Linked DNA regions of Mus musculus: region 2 is linked to region 1. The links are chromatin contacts, called in public HiChIP or PLAC-seq maps. All regions are on one chromosome and are shown on one strand. Each heading gives the region's core, a stretch centred on a gene start, on an enhancer-like site or on the middle of the called end of the contact. The rest is flanking DNA. Distances are from core to core; before and after follow the strand shown. Region 1 overlaps Adamts17 (a disintegrin-like and metallopeptidase (reprolysin type) with thrombospondin type 1 motif, 17). Region 2 overlaps Adamts17 (a disintegrin-like and metallopeptidase (reprolysin type) with thrombospondin type 1 motif, 17).

Region 1 (5,769 bases), core at 1,588-4,087:
CTTATAATACACAATGGTATTAAGAACCTTTTGTGACATTATCTCCCTCGTCCTTTTGTAAAACAGTAAAGCAAGAATCATAAAAAGGACTGCAAAGTCCCTAGGAGGTGACCAGACCATCACTGTCTTAGTCATTGTCATGAAAATAGATGTGTTAGTCAGCTTCCCATTGGTGCGACAAACCCTAAATCAATCAGTTTATAGGAACAACAGGTTTAATTTCTGGCTCATGGCTTGACTTTATCATTGCTTGGCCCTGTTGCCTGTGGAGAACAGGATATCATCATGGGACAATATGGCTGAGGAGGCCTTCTCACCTAATGGCAGAGAGGAAGCAAGGAGAGAGGAAGAGGCCAGAATCCAAACATCCCCTTCAAGGGCACTACCTTCATAAAACAGGCTTCCTCCTTTGAACCCATCTTCTAAAAGTTCTACCAATTCCTGACAGGGCCCCAGGCTGGGAACTGAGACTGCAAGGCACAGGCCTTGGGACCTTTAAGGACAAGCCCCATAGCAATAACCAAATGTATTTGTCCAATAAACAGTAGCTTCTCTCACATGCTTGCTGCTGAAACACAGGAGAGTGTGGAGAGCAGCAGCGGTACCCCAGGAGGCTTGCTTTCTCATCCTAGAGGCCGTCAGGCAGCTTCGGGTGAAGTGGAAAGGCTGCTTCGGCCTTACTTGTTGGATGCTGGCTGAATGGAGAACCAAGAGGGAAACAGTGGGCCCCAGAGATGTCAGGGGAAGAACATGTCATACTCAGAACAGTAAGGGTGAGGCTCAAGATGAAGACGAACTCAAGAAGGAGGGAGGAGGAGAAGGTAGGTGTGGCTGGTGCAGGTGGCCCAGCGCTTAAGAAGCAGGAACTAAATCAGCAAAGGAACCATGTATTGGGGGGGGGGGTCCTATGGGTCTCTGGGGTTTCTTCTAAATATGCTAGAAACCTGCTGGAGGAACCTGTGTTATTTTATTTAGATTTTTTTTGCAAGTCTTATCTCTGTGTGTGTGTGTTCGAGCATGGGCATGCGTGAGCACACACATGCATGTGTACATGTGTGTCATGTATACCCGAGAAGTCCAGAAGAGAGAGTTACACCCTTCCAGCTGGAGTTACAGGTGGTTGTAATGATCCACGTGGTGTGTGGGAAAATGAACACTGGTGCTTTGGAAAAGCAGTGAGTGCTCTTAACTGTGGAGCCACCTCTCCAGACTGAGGGTTTAGATTTTTTGAAGGTCCCCTCTAGCTACATATAAGCTGTTGAGAAGGCTACAGTGGGTGAAGAAACCTGATACAGCTCGGACCAGAGGAAGTGACAGATATGGTTAAAGGGGGTCTTAATAGCGCGTGTTAAAGTTACGTGTCCATCCCAGGAGGAATGAGGATATTCTAAGAAGACTCTTGTGCCCTCCCTATGGACATGAGACTACTGAACAATGGTCCCCAGGAAATTGTAACTACACCAAGAATCACATGTTGGAGCTGCCAGAGAAGGAACTTATTTCTGGGAAAGAGATTTCACAAGTTCTGACTACTTCTTCATCCATTTTGCAAAAGAGAATGGAGCTAGGATCATGATGGATCAGGAGTAGGCTGGCCTAGGTCTTGGACAGGGGCTTAGCTATATACACCTCTAGCTCTCTGTTTAAACCTCACAATAGAACCAAGAAAATGACCTCTTTATTTGTGGCCATATTGAATAAGTCTTCTTTTTCTGCTTTTCACCATTGCTTGCCTGTTTAATTGGCTTGTTGAGGAAAGGTGGCTAAACCTAGCTTTTTAGGATTGTCAGGGGGCAGACTCTAACCTCCAACCACATTGGTAATAGAGAAGAAGAGACTCATGGTAGGTTCAAAGCATGGATCATGGATTGGCAGAAATAAAGCCAATAGAATGTCAGGTTAACCACTACATTTTGGTTTCACAGTACAGGGACTAGCATCCAATCAAGAGCCTTGGGCACGGTAGATAAGCCTCCGACACTGAATCATATTCCCAAGTACTAAGCAGTTTATAAGAATCACACACCCTTTTTACAAGGGAGGCAGGCTCTGTGACAAATGCTGCCTATTGGTCTTGTGCTTCATCCCCACCACTTTGTCTGATGTCCCATCACAGTTATATTCAGGAGGGAAGGGAAGTGGGAAGGGCTTACGCCCCAGGTCTCACGATGGTCAAGAGACCTGTCTCCAGGGACCACCTCCTTCCACTTCTTCCCCGTTACCTTAGCCCCGACTATAACCCCTGCATTCTTAGCTCCTGTGGACTTACACACACACACACACACACACACACACACACACACACACACAGTGCTTGTAGAATTGGGTGTGGGCAAACGTGCCTCCTCCTCCAACACACTGACTGTCTTACAGGTTCCTTTTCCAAAATGAAAATCTCTTGGGGTTGGGACTTTATCTCAAAACTTATGTTTATCTTGGCAGCCAGAGCTCTATGGCTCGGGAACTGCTGCAACTGGCCTGTGAGGCTAACCCCAGGGACTCCCCGGCCTCTCTGCTGCCTCTCTGGGAACCCTTCCATTTAATCAGCAGCCGAGCCAAGGAGAGAGATGAGCCATCGTGGCTGCTCCTGAATCCCACCCCCCCCCTCCACCGCCTTTGCACAGCTGTTTTGTCCTGTTTGATTTTGTAACCATGGGGTACAGGAGACAATAGAAAATATCTGGAATATTATGAAAGCAAACAAGAGAAGGGCAGCAGGAACTTGGGGAAAGAAGCAGTCTGGTCAACTGGTTTTTGACACGGAATAGCACCCTGGATGCTTGAGAAGAGAGCCTTGGGCTGTACAGTGTGCACGCCTCCAGCTGCAGCAACCTGAGAAGCAGAGGCAAACAGGTGTGGGAAGAGCAGAGATATGAGCCGATTCCAGCCGCCACACCCAGTGGATTCTCTGGGAAAAAAGGCAAGGGTACCAGGGGCTTCCCGGTTTTCCTCTTCAGATTTGTGTGTGTGTGTGTGTGTGTGTGTGTGTGTGTGTGTGTGTGTGTTTTGAATGTCTTGTCAGGCCAGGTATTGAACCCAGAGCTTCATATATGCTGAGAGGGTGGCTCTGCCATGGCACTGGCACGCGCGCGCGCGCACACACACACACACACACACACACACATAGGATAGAGACACAGAGCAAGAGACACAGACAGACAGACTTTCTGCCCACTGTAAACAAGATTTAGATCAGTGTCTACGAAAGTGGACTCTACAGTCACTATAGTGCTTGTGACACATGGTATGATGACCCAGATCTGGCTAAAGGGATCCTAATACATAAGGGTCTGAGGAAGAATTGCATATTTCTAGTACTTTCCAAACTTTTGCTGATGCTTTGGCCCTTAGCTCTGAGTATGTGTGTGTGTGTGTGTGTGTGTGTGTGTGTGTGTATATATATATATATATTTTTTTTTTTTCCTCCACCAACACAAAGGCACCCAGAACCCTGACCATCACCTGTTGAACAGAAGACACTGAAATCGGGTCAATGTAGCCCACACCTGGGGACACATCTATGAAGAGGAGGAGAGTGGCTCTGTGATAGGTGGGCTGTACTGTTTGGATAATGGATCCATATTAACCTTCTTGTGTTAAAAGAGCTCCTGAGATTAACATGTGTGTGAGCCAACCTAGGGTTCCTTAAAACAGTGCTGGGCCCCATCTTCAGGCACCAGATTTGAGAGATTTGAGTGGCACAGTTGGCATTAAAACTATTGATTCAAGGACCACACTTTAAGAACCCCTGCTTTCTGTTATTGTAGCTGAGGGCCCTTTATGTCCTTGTGATGGTTTGTCATATTAAAACAAGCCTGGCACAGGCAGCCTGATCTTAGAGAAGCTTGCTCATTGTTTACTGTTATTTCACTGGGGCTCATGTGCATGTCTTAAACATTCACACTTTGACAAAAGGCAGTGATGATGTGAGTTTCCGAGTTCCTTCCCACGTGTTCCTGGTTGTGCCTGGAGCACTCCCACAGCTGACCCGGATTAGAGATGGTAACCAAACGGCTCCCCCAGGACCGTGGATGTCCGTGTTCGCTAGGATACTGAATCATATGCAAGGAATTACTCTGTCCCGGTGTCCTGCCACCTCATCAGATTTTCCATGAACCTAGTGTTGGTCTTCAAGCGAGGCAGGGTGGTGGTATTCTGGCAGGAGCAGACTCAACTCTGCTGACAGTGGGAACCTGAGCTCTGTGTGGTCTTCTTGCTTTTGTGCAAGAAGCAAAGGAGGTGGGGGACCAGGACTATGACTGGGGAAGAGCAAATCTGTCGACCCTTGCTGTGACTTCACTGATTAATATCAGCTTGATAACTAAGGACTTCTAGATGCCCTGGCAAGCCAAAGGTGCTACAAATGCTTTCCAAAATGTCCCTTCTCTGAAAAGCCTTTGTCCAAGCAAACTAAAATTTCATACCTCAAGCCATCAACTATCTGTCTTCATTCTTTACCATTTACCTGCATCCAGGGTCTACAGTCTATTTATTGCTACAGTTTGGTGCTGAATGTCTTACAAATGCCCATGTGTTAAAGGTTTAGTCCCAGCTTGCCACTGCTGAGAGTTGGCAGACCCTCTGAGAAATGTGGCCTATATGGAGGATTTTAGGTCATTAGGGGTATTTTCTTCAAGGGATTTGAGATGTACCTGCCTCCCAATGATGCATTTTTCTTTTTCTCTTGGCACATGGTGAGGGGGTTTGCTAGACCACGAAATGTAACCATGATGTTCTATTCTCCCAACTGGGCCAGCTAAATATTATTGGAAACTTCTAAAGCCATGAGGAGAAACATCTTTTCTCTGGGGCAGGAGAGATGGCTTAGTAAGTATGAGCATTTGCTGCTCACACAGAGGACGAGAATATAGATTTGGTTCCCAGTACCCACATGGCAAATCACAACCATCTGTAAGTCCAGTTTCAGGGGAGCTAATGCCTTCTGGCTTGTGATGGCATTAGTACTACTACGACTATGACTACAACTACAACTACTACTATTCATACGCACAAACACACACATGTACACACACACACAACAAAACACATACACATAAAGAGTTTTAAAATAAACATTTTTTTCCTTTGTAAGCTATTAACTCAGGCGTTTGTTATGTAATGGAAAGCTAACATACTCACTGATCATCATGGAAGCCCCCACCTGCTCGCCACTATAACACAAGCCCCACAAGAATGAGAGTCTGTTGTGTGCATTGGCATCCCCAGGGTTAGGGTGGCACCTGGAAGGTACTCAACCTTGTCAATGTGAGAAAGCAGAATGTGTTTGCAAGAATAGAGATCCCTCAGAAAAATGCTTCACATTGTAAGGACATAGAAATGAAGCAAGTACCAGGGAAAATAGTGATGGGCAATTTAACACTTGCTGAAATAAGAAATGGACACAGGGGTAGCAAAATGGGCTAGGAATTAAATTCCCAGGCATCACAGTGAGATAGCTGACCTCAGCTTTACCATTCATGAGTGGGGACATTTCACATGAGAAGTATATTCTTTTAGTGCCTCAGTTTCCCCATGGACTAACAAAATAAAGCCTTAATATAAAAGACTATTGAAGGCTAGTGTAGATTGTATAAGAATGGCACCCATGGGCTTATACATATTTGAATGCTCAGTCATCAGAAAATGACACTGTTTGAGAAGGACTAGGAGGTATGGCTTGTGGAAATAAGTGTTGCCTGATTGGAGGAAGTGTGTTACTGTGGGTGGGACTTGGGATTTAAAAGCCAATTAATGCTAGGCCTAGTTCTG
Region 2 (5,769 bases), core at 2,189-4,688, 84 kb before region 1:
TTTGCAAAACACTAGAAAATCAAGAAGAAGGAAGACCAACATGTGGATACCTCATCCCTCCTTAGAATAGGGAACAAAATACCCATGGAAGGAGTTACAGAGACAAAGTTAGGAGCTGAGACTTAACGATGGACCATCTAGAGACTGCCCCACCTGGGGATCCATCCCACAATCAGCCACCAAACGCAGACACTATTGCATATGCCAGCAACATTTTTCAGAAAGGACCCTGATATAGCTGTCTCTTGTGAGTTATGGCAGTACCTGGCAAATACAGAAGTGGATGCACACAGTCATTTATTGGATGGAACACAGGGACCCCAATGGAGGAGCTAGAGAAAGTACCCAAGGAGCTGAAGGGGTCTGCAACCCTATAGGTGGAACAACAATATGAATTAATCAGTACCTCCAGAGCTCATGTCTCTAGCTGCATATGTAGCAGAAAATGGCCTAGCCGGCCATCATTGGGATGAGAGGACCCCTGATCTTGCAAATTTTATATGCCCTGGTAAAGGGGAACACCAGGGCCAAGAATTGGGAGTGGGTGGGTAGGGAAGCAGGGTGGGGGGGAGGGTATAGGGGACTTTCGGAATAGCATTTGAAATGTAAATGAAAATCTAATAAAAATTGAAAAAATGAGAAAATATCTAATTAAAAAACATAAAAAAAGAGTTAGAGGTTGTGGGTGTAGGTAGACAAAAAGTATTTGCTGAACAGGATAGGACAATTACACACATGAACTCACAATGTCTATAAGTATATGTACAAGACTTGCACAGGATCAAGCCAGGTGAAACTCCCTGCATAGATGGGAGAGAAGCCTCAGTTTTAGATGATGAACTATAGGCAATTGATGGCTACTGGGGAGGGTGATTCTGTTTTGTTCAGGGATATTGCCTGTGGTGGGGATGGATACCCATGCTCATACTGGCTGGACTAAGTAGACTTTAAAATGGAGCACACAAAACAGTCCTAGTGACACATGCCTTTAATCCCAAAACCCAGAAGGCAGAGGCAAGGAATCTCTGTGGCTTTGAGGAGAGCAGAGTCTATGTAGAGTTCTAGGACAGAACATAGATGCATAGAAAGATCCTCTAACAAAGAAACAAACACACACACAAACAAACAGCACTCGAAGTTGGGAAGGAAAAGTTAGGTGACAGATATGGAAGGAACTGGAGAGGAAAGAGTGGGGTAGATTTGATCAAATCATATACTAAGCATATGTGAAATTGTCAAACAATAAAAATAAAAGTGATCAAATGTTAAAATGCTTCTGACTTTTCCTGAGCAAATTCTTTTATTTCCTCCTCAAGGGCATTGCCCCTTGAGGAACTTCCCCTCCACCATCTAGCTAACCCTAGTCATGTCCATGTTCACCACAGCTTGCAAATCTAACACTCAGATGCCACATAAACCTTCCAAACTCTCTGCAGGATCCAGATAAACTCACACCCATGTCACAGGACAGCTATAGTCTCTAGCTGAACTCCTATACCACTTCTCTCGGTACCTCCGTGTACCCTGTTAGATAGGACTCTGCTCCTGGTAGGGGTGGCTGTAATTTCCTCAAGGGTCCTACACCCCTTCCCAGGGCTCATCTCCCAAGAGCTGCTCTCCACATTACTAGATAGAGATACAGATTGGACAGTGAACATGGCATCCTGTCTGCCTCTGGAGAGCTCAGTCCAGGACTGGCATCAATGATATCAATAGCTATCCTAATGCCCTGCCCACTCAAGGTCAAATGCAAGGATCTTAGGCATTGTGGAGGAGCAGCCACTCAAACCCATCAGGAACTGGGGACCCAGACTCCTCCAATGGTCCCTTCCTCCTGTCCCAACCAGGAAGCCTCCTCCTCGCCTCCACACAGCCCCGGCAGCACACAGCATCTCAAACAGAGGCATGCCAGCTGGTGGGATGAATAAATGGATAAATGTCCTTCTAAGTCAAGCAATGCCTGCCTTTGAGGTGAAGGAAGAGCCAATGAACTGTAAGCACTTAACTGTTTACCAAGTCTAGGTATCACACACTATCAACACTGTGAGGCAGAAAGTTTCTATCCCATACAAACAGACAAAGAAACAAAATAAAACTAAATCACAAATATACACTGCAAATCCTGTACTGACCTCCAAGCCCATGGTGCCTGCCTATGGGTTGCATGAGGTCTCTATCAGCTCTTTCAGTTCCCAGTTTCCCCTTTCTATTTCTTTCCAAGAACTAAGTCTATCAGGCAGACAAGGGCACTGAACATCTTGTTCATCTCAGGTCTGGCTGCCAGACCCCATAGAGGTGGGAGATCCCTTTATCCAAAATGCTTGAGACCAGAAGTCTTTCAAAGTGTGGATTTTTAAAAAATGGTGTGCATGTGTGTAGGGGAGGTATTTGTAGAGACTGTACTTGTTGAACATTCCTAATCCAGAGACCTGTATCAAAAATGCTCCAGATTTGGGATTTGGTATGGTACAGGTGCCAAGCTTCGTGTTAAGTGCTGCTGAGCAGAATGCTCTCTGGCTTCGATGAAAATATGGTACTTCTGGGTAGACAAAAACATACTAGCGGGAAATGGGGGCAACTCTCAGGCTCCATTAGATCCTGGAAGCCATTCTTGGACAGCAGCAGGAAGTTCCTAAAAACAACAATGAGATGACAGCTTCTGTTTCTCTGATTTAGTCCATGCCACCTTAAGGGCCATGTTTAAGGTCTGGTAATAGGTAGGTTGTTTCCCTGCCTGGTTCCTGCTGGTACCTTGGGAAAACCCAGCTAGCCCTACACTCTGTCCTTGGCCCATGAAAATACAAGGCAGGCTTTAAGGACCCCTTGATTATGTCCCACGCTGTTCCTACTTTTCTCCAACTGGCAGTGGTCCTTCCTAGGGCTGAGCATTTGACTGTCATTCATTTTGCCTCTTTCCTCACTAGGCGCCCACTATGCGCTGAGAGAACAGCTAGTGAGTCCTGAGGGGACGGTTATGTAAACGCCCTTTGAAAAAGCCTTGCTGATAACACAAGCCAAAGGCAGATAACATGCCAAGAGCTGGATGAAACAGTCACTGGTCCAAATTTCCCACAAATACTACTGCAGTTTGAAGTCTGAGTCCAGCATGCCAGCACCGCTCCTGGATCGGTTCCCGAACCCCGGGTGTGGTCTTTCCTTCCATGTTTCTGAGGGCGGTGGAGACCCTTACCTGGCTGCGACTGGGTGCTTCAGGGTGAGAATGGGGGCATTCAGCTGGCAAAGGGACAAGGAATGAAAGATAACACACAACTTGTATTGTCTGGAGAGTTCTCTGAAAAGGCTGTCTACTGTAAGCTTTCAAAACACTTCTGGAAAATCCAGGTTGACTTCTGCCAAAGTCCAGCAGCTTCGGAAGGCTGCAGATGCTGAGACCCAATTGAGAAAGGCAAGGCAGCTTGCAGCTGGGTGTCTAGCTCCACATTCTCCTGCACAAGCCTGTCTGAGAGAGGCAGGGCTACGCAGGCTCCTGGACTCTGCCAGCCTCCTACTCTGGCCAGGTCTGCTGGCACTGAAGGGGCCAATTTTATTTAGACCAGTAGTTTCCAACCTAGTCTGACTGTAAGAATGCTGGAGTCTCTGTGAAAGGGAACGAGAAATTTGTAGCAGGTCACAGTCACTTCTGCCAGTCTCTGGAGGGCGCTCTGAGGTGGCTCCAGGTTGAGATATGATTGACATCAGAGAAATAGAAACATGTTCTGCTGTGGGATTTGAATATCTGGGCTTCCTGGGCATGCAGAGATCTCTGCTATGACTCCAGGTGTCTCTCAGCAGGACACAGAAAGGGTTTCCGGACTGGTGACAGGGAGCTGTGGAGGCACATACTAAGTGAGAGGCTATCTTTGAGGGTTCCAACGTTTCAGGGTGCCAGGAAACATGGCAAGGACACAGTGATGCGAGAAGAGGACAATTAACAGGACAGCCAGCTGCAATGCATCTGCCACTGTCCTGCTGGATCCAAGAGACAATGTAACAGAAAAACAGCCATCGACACTTACTGGTGTGTGCCACGTGCTAAAAGTTAGGTCATCTCTCACTGAACATCTAAAACAACGTGATGATGGGTCAAAAGGACTCGGCCTCTCATTTCTTTTTTTTCAGATTAGCAGACTGAGGCAGAGAAAGACTATGATACTTGATGTAGACAGTTGGGGGCAGGAAGCCTGATTAGGGAGACTCTTATCACTGTGTGAGTCGTACTCAGAGCTATTCGAGTATCATGGTAAAGAGGGAGGGAGGGGGGATATTAGTAGAAGATAGGGTCCTCTCCCCATGACTGCTCCAGATACTCTTGCCAGCCTGAAACAGTTGACTCAAAGCTTTGACACTCAACACTCTTCAACAGCACAAACATCACAGTCCTTTGTGAGTACTATAGTGTGTGGGCACACCCATGTTAATAGTAACTATGGCGAATGCAACTCCTTTGAGCTCCTTCCTTTTGACCTGTGGCCATCGCACACCGGCTCCAGGGCAGTGAAGATAAACTGTGTTGCTGAGAGGCAGCTGACATGTGGACATGAACAAGCATCACGTGGCATCTCTCAGCTGGGACCCTCACATGCTGGACTCTTCAAGAAGGTTGGGGCCTTGGTGAGGCAGTGACCCTGGTCAGGACGTTGCTATGTGTGTCCCCGCCCACTGGCCCTGGTTCCAGTATCGATGTACACTCACACTTCCAGCTGACGGTGTCTACAGCTGACAGTGTCATCTACAGTTCCTTTGCCACCCTCTGCCTCACCTGGCAGGGTGTCTGAGCTCTGACAGCTTTAAAGCCTCGCCGAGGAGTGACTTCGCTGATGGGGGGACAGGAGGAACTTGTAATCGTAAAGAAGATTGATTGTGCTAATTGCATAAAGTTCATTTCCCCTTTCTAATAAATATTTACCCTCTCCTGTTTATAACTTTTATGTTTGGACTTTCTTGAAATGCTTTATTGAATTAAAAACATCACATTACCATTGGCTAAGAGAAGAGACAGTTCTACTTGCCAGTAACTTCTACAACAAATGCCAGTTATTGATGCCAATTTTTTTTTGTAGTTCATATTTCCATAGACAGCCCTGAGCCTTACAATACCAGCATTCTGCAGACAGACACAAAAGATTCAACAGTGATGCTATGCGGGCCTCTAGAACTCCACAAGCAAAACTGGACCGTGGTTTCATTTGTCTTGGTTGTGGAGTATGCAGATGTTCAGGAGAGCAGAAAGCTGGTTACTATTGGAAGCGTAGGTAGCTCCTAACACAGATTGCAGTAATGTTTTTCCTATGAGTAAGGGCATTCGTCTTAACTTCTATGGGTCTTAAAACAGCTATGTGCTATGGGTGCCAGGACAAGAACATACAAGGAAGTCTAGTTGCAAGGAGTTCTACCCAAAGAAGAAAAAGAATTCAGGGCAGCTGGGGCTTCCTACACTGGGCAGAAGCCAGCCTGCCTGCCCCTCTCCCAGGCTCTGAACATTTAGCGGCAGAATTATGATTGTCAAAGCCCAATAATATGAGACTTATAGGACAAGCAGGGAGACAGTGAGGTTTTCAAAGTACAAAAAGGTATTTCCTTGTAAGTAACACAGCAAATTGAGTGTTTCTGGTTTTAAAAATGTTTAAATTACTCCAAGCATGTGAGCCCGTGTGTGTGTGTGTATGCATGCGTGTGTGCATGCACATGTGTATGGGGGGTGTTGGGTTGTGCAGGTGCCATTATGTATGTGTGAAGGTCAGTTACAAGTTGATAGAGATAGTTTCCTCC

The links. HiChIP or PLAC-seq counts read pairs in DNA pulled down with a chosen protein or histone mark.
Region 2: a contact with region 1 is called in an H3K27ac HiChIP or PLAC-seq map of heart atrium, with 5 read pairs. The contact joins two enhancer-like sites. A contact is called at or near these places in 3 of 484 Hi-C or Micro-C datasets (the HL-1 cell line, nephron progenitors and uterus), 1 of 115 datasets of contacts at active chromatin or transcription factors (heart atrium) and 2 of 9 other capture datasets (adipose tissue and liver).

The regions. Positions count from the first base shown.
Region 1 is chr7:66,926,154-66,931,922 of GRCm38.p6, reverse strand. All of the region lies in intron 7 of Adamts17 (a disintegrin-like and metallopeptidase (reprolysin type) with thrombospondin type 1 motif, 17), which reads right to left. Among named protein-coding and RNA genes, the nearest start is that of Gm33627, 89 kb to the right of the region's middle. Within about 2 kb of position 2,837, at least 27 of the 459 cell types and tissues checked have an H3K27ac peak or open chromatin away from gene starts, as enhancers often do. A contact at or near this core is called in heart atrium, where this site is marked.
Region 2 is chr7:67,011,035-67,016,803 of GRCm38.p6, reverse strand. The region is part of intron 10 of Adamts17 (a disintegrin-like and metallopeptidase (reprolysin type) with thrombospondin type 1 motif, 17); the gene reads right to left. Among named protein-coding and RNA genes, the nearest start is that of Gm33627, 170 kb to the right of the region's middle. Within about 2 kb of position 3,438, at least 12 of the 459 cell types and tissues checked have an H3K27ac peak or open chromatin away from gene starts, as enhancers often do. A contact at or near this core is called in heart atrium, where this site is marked.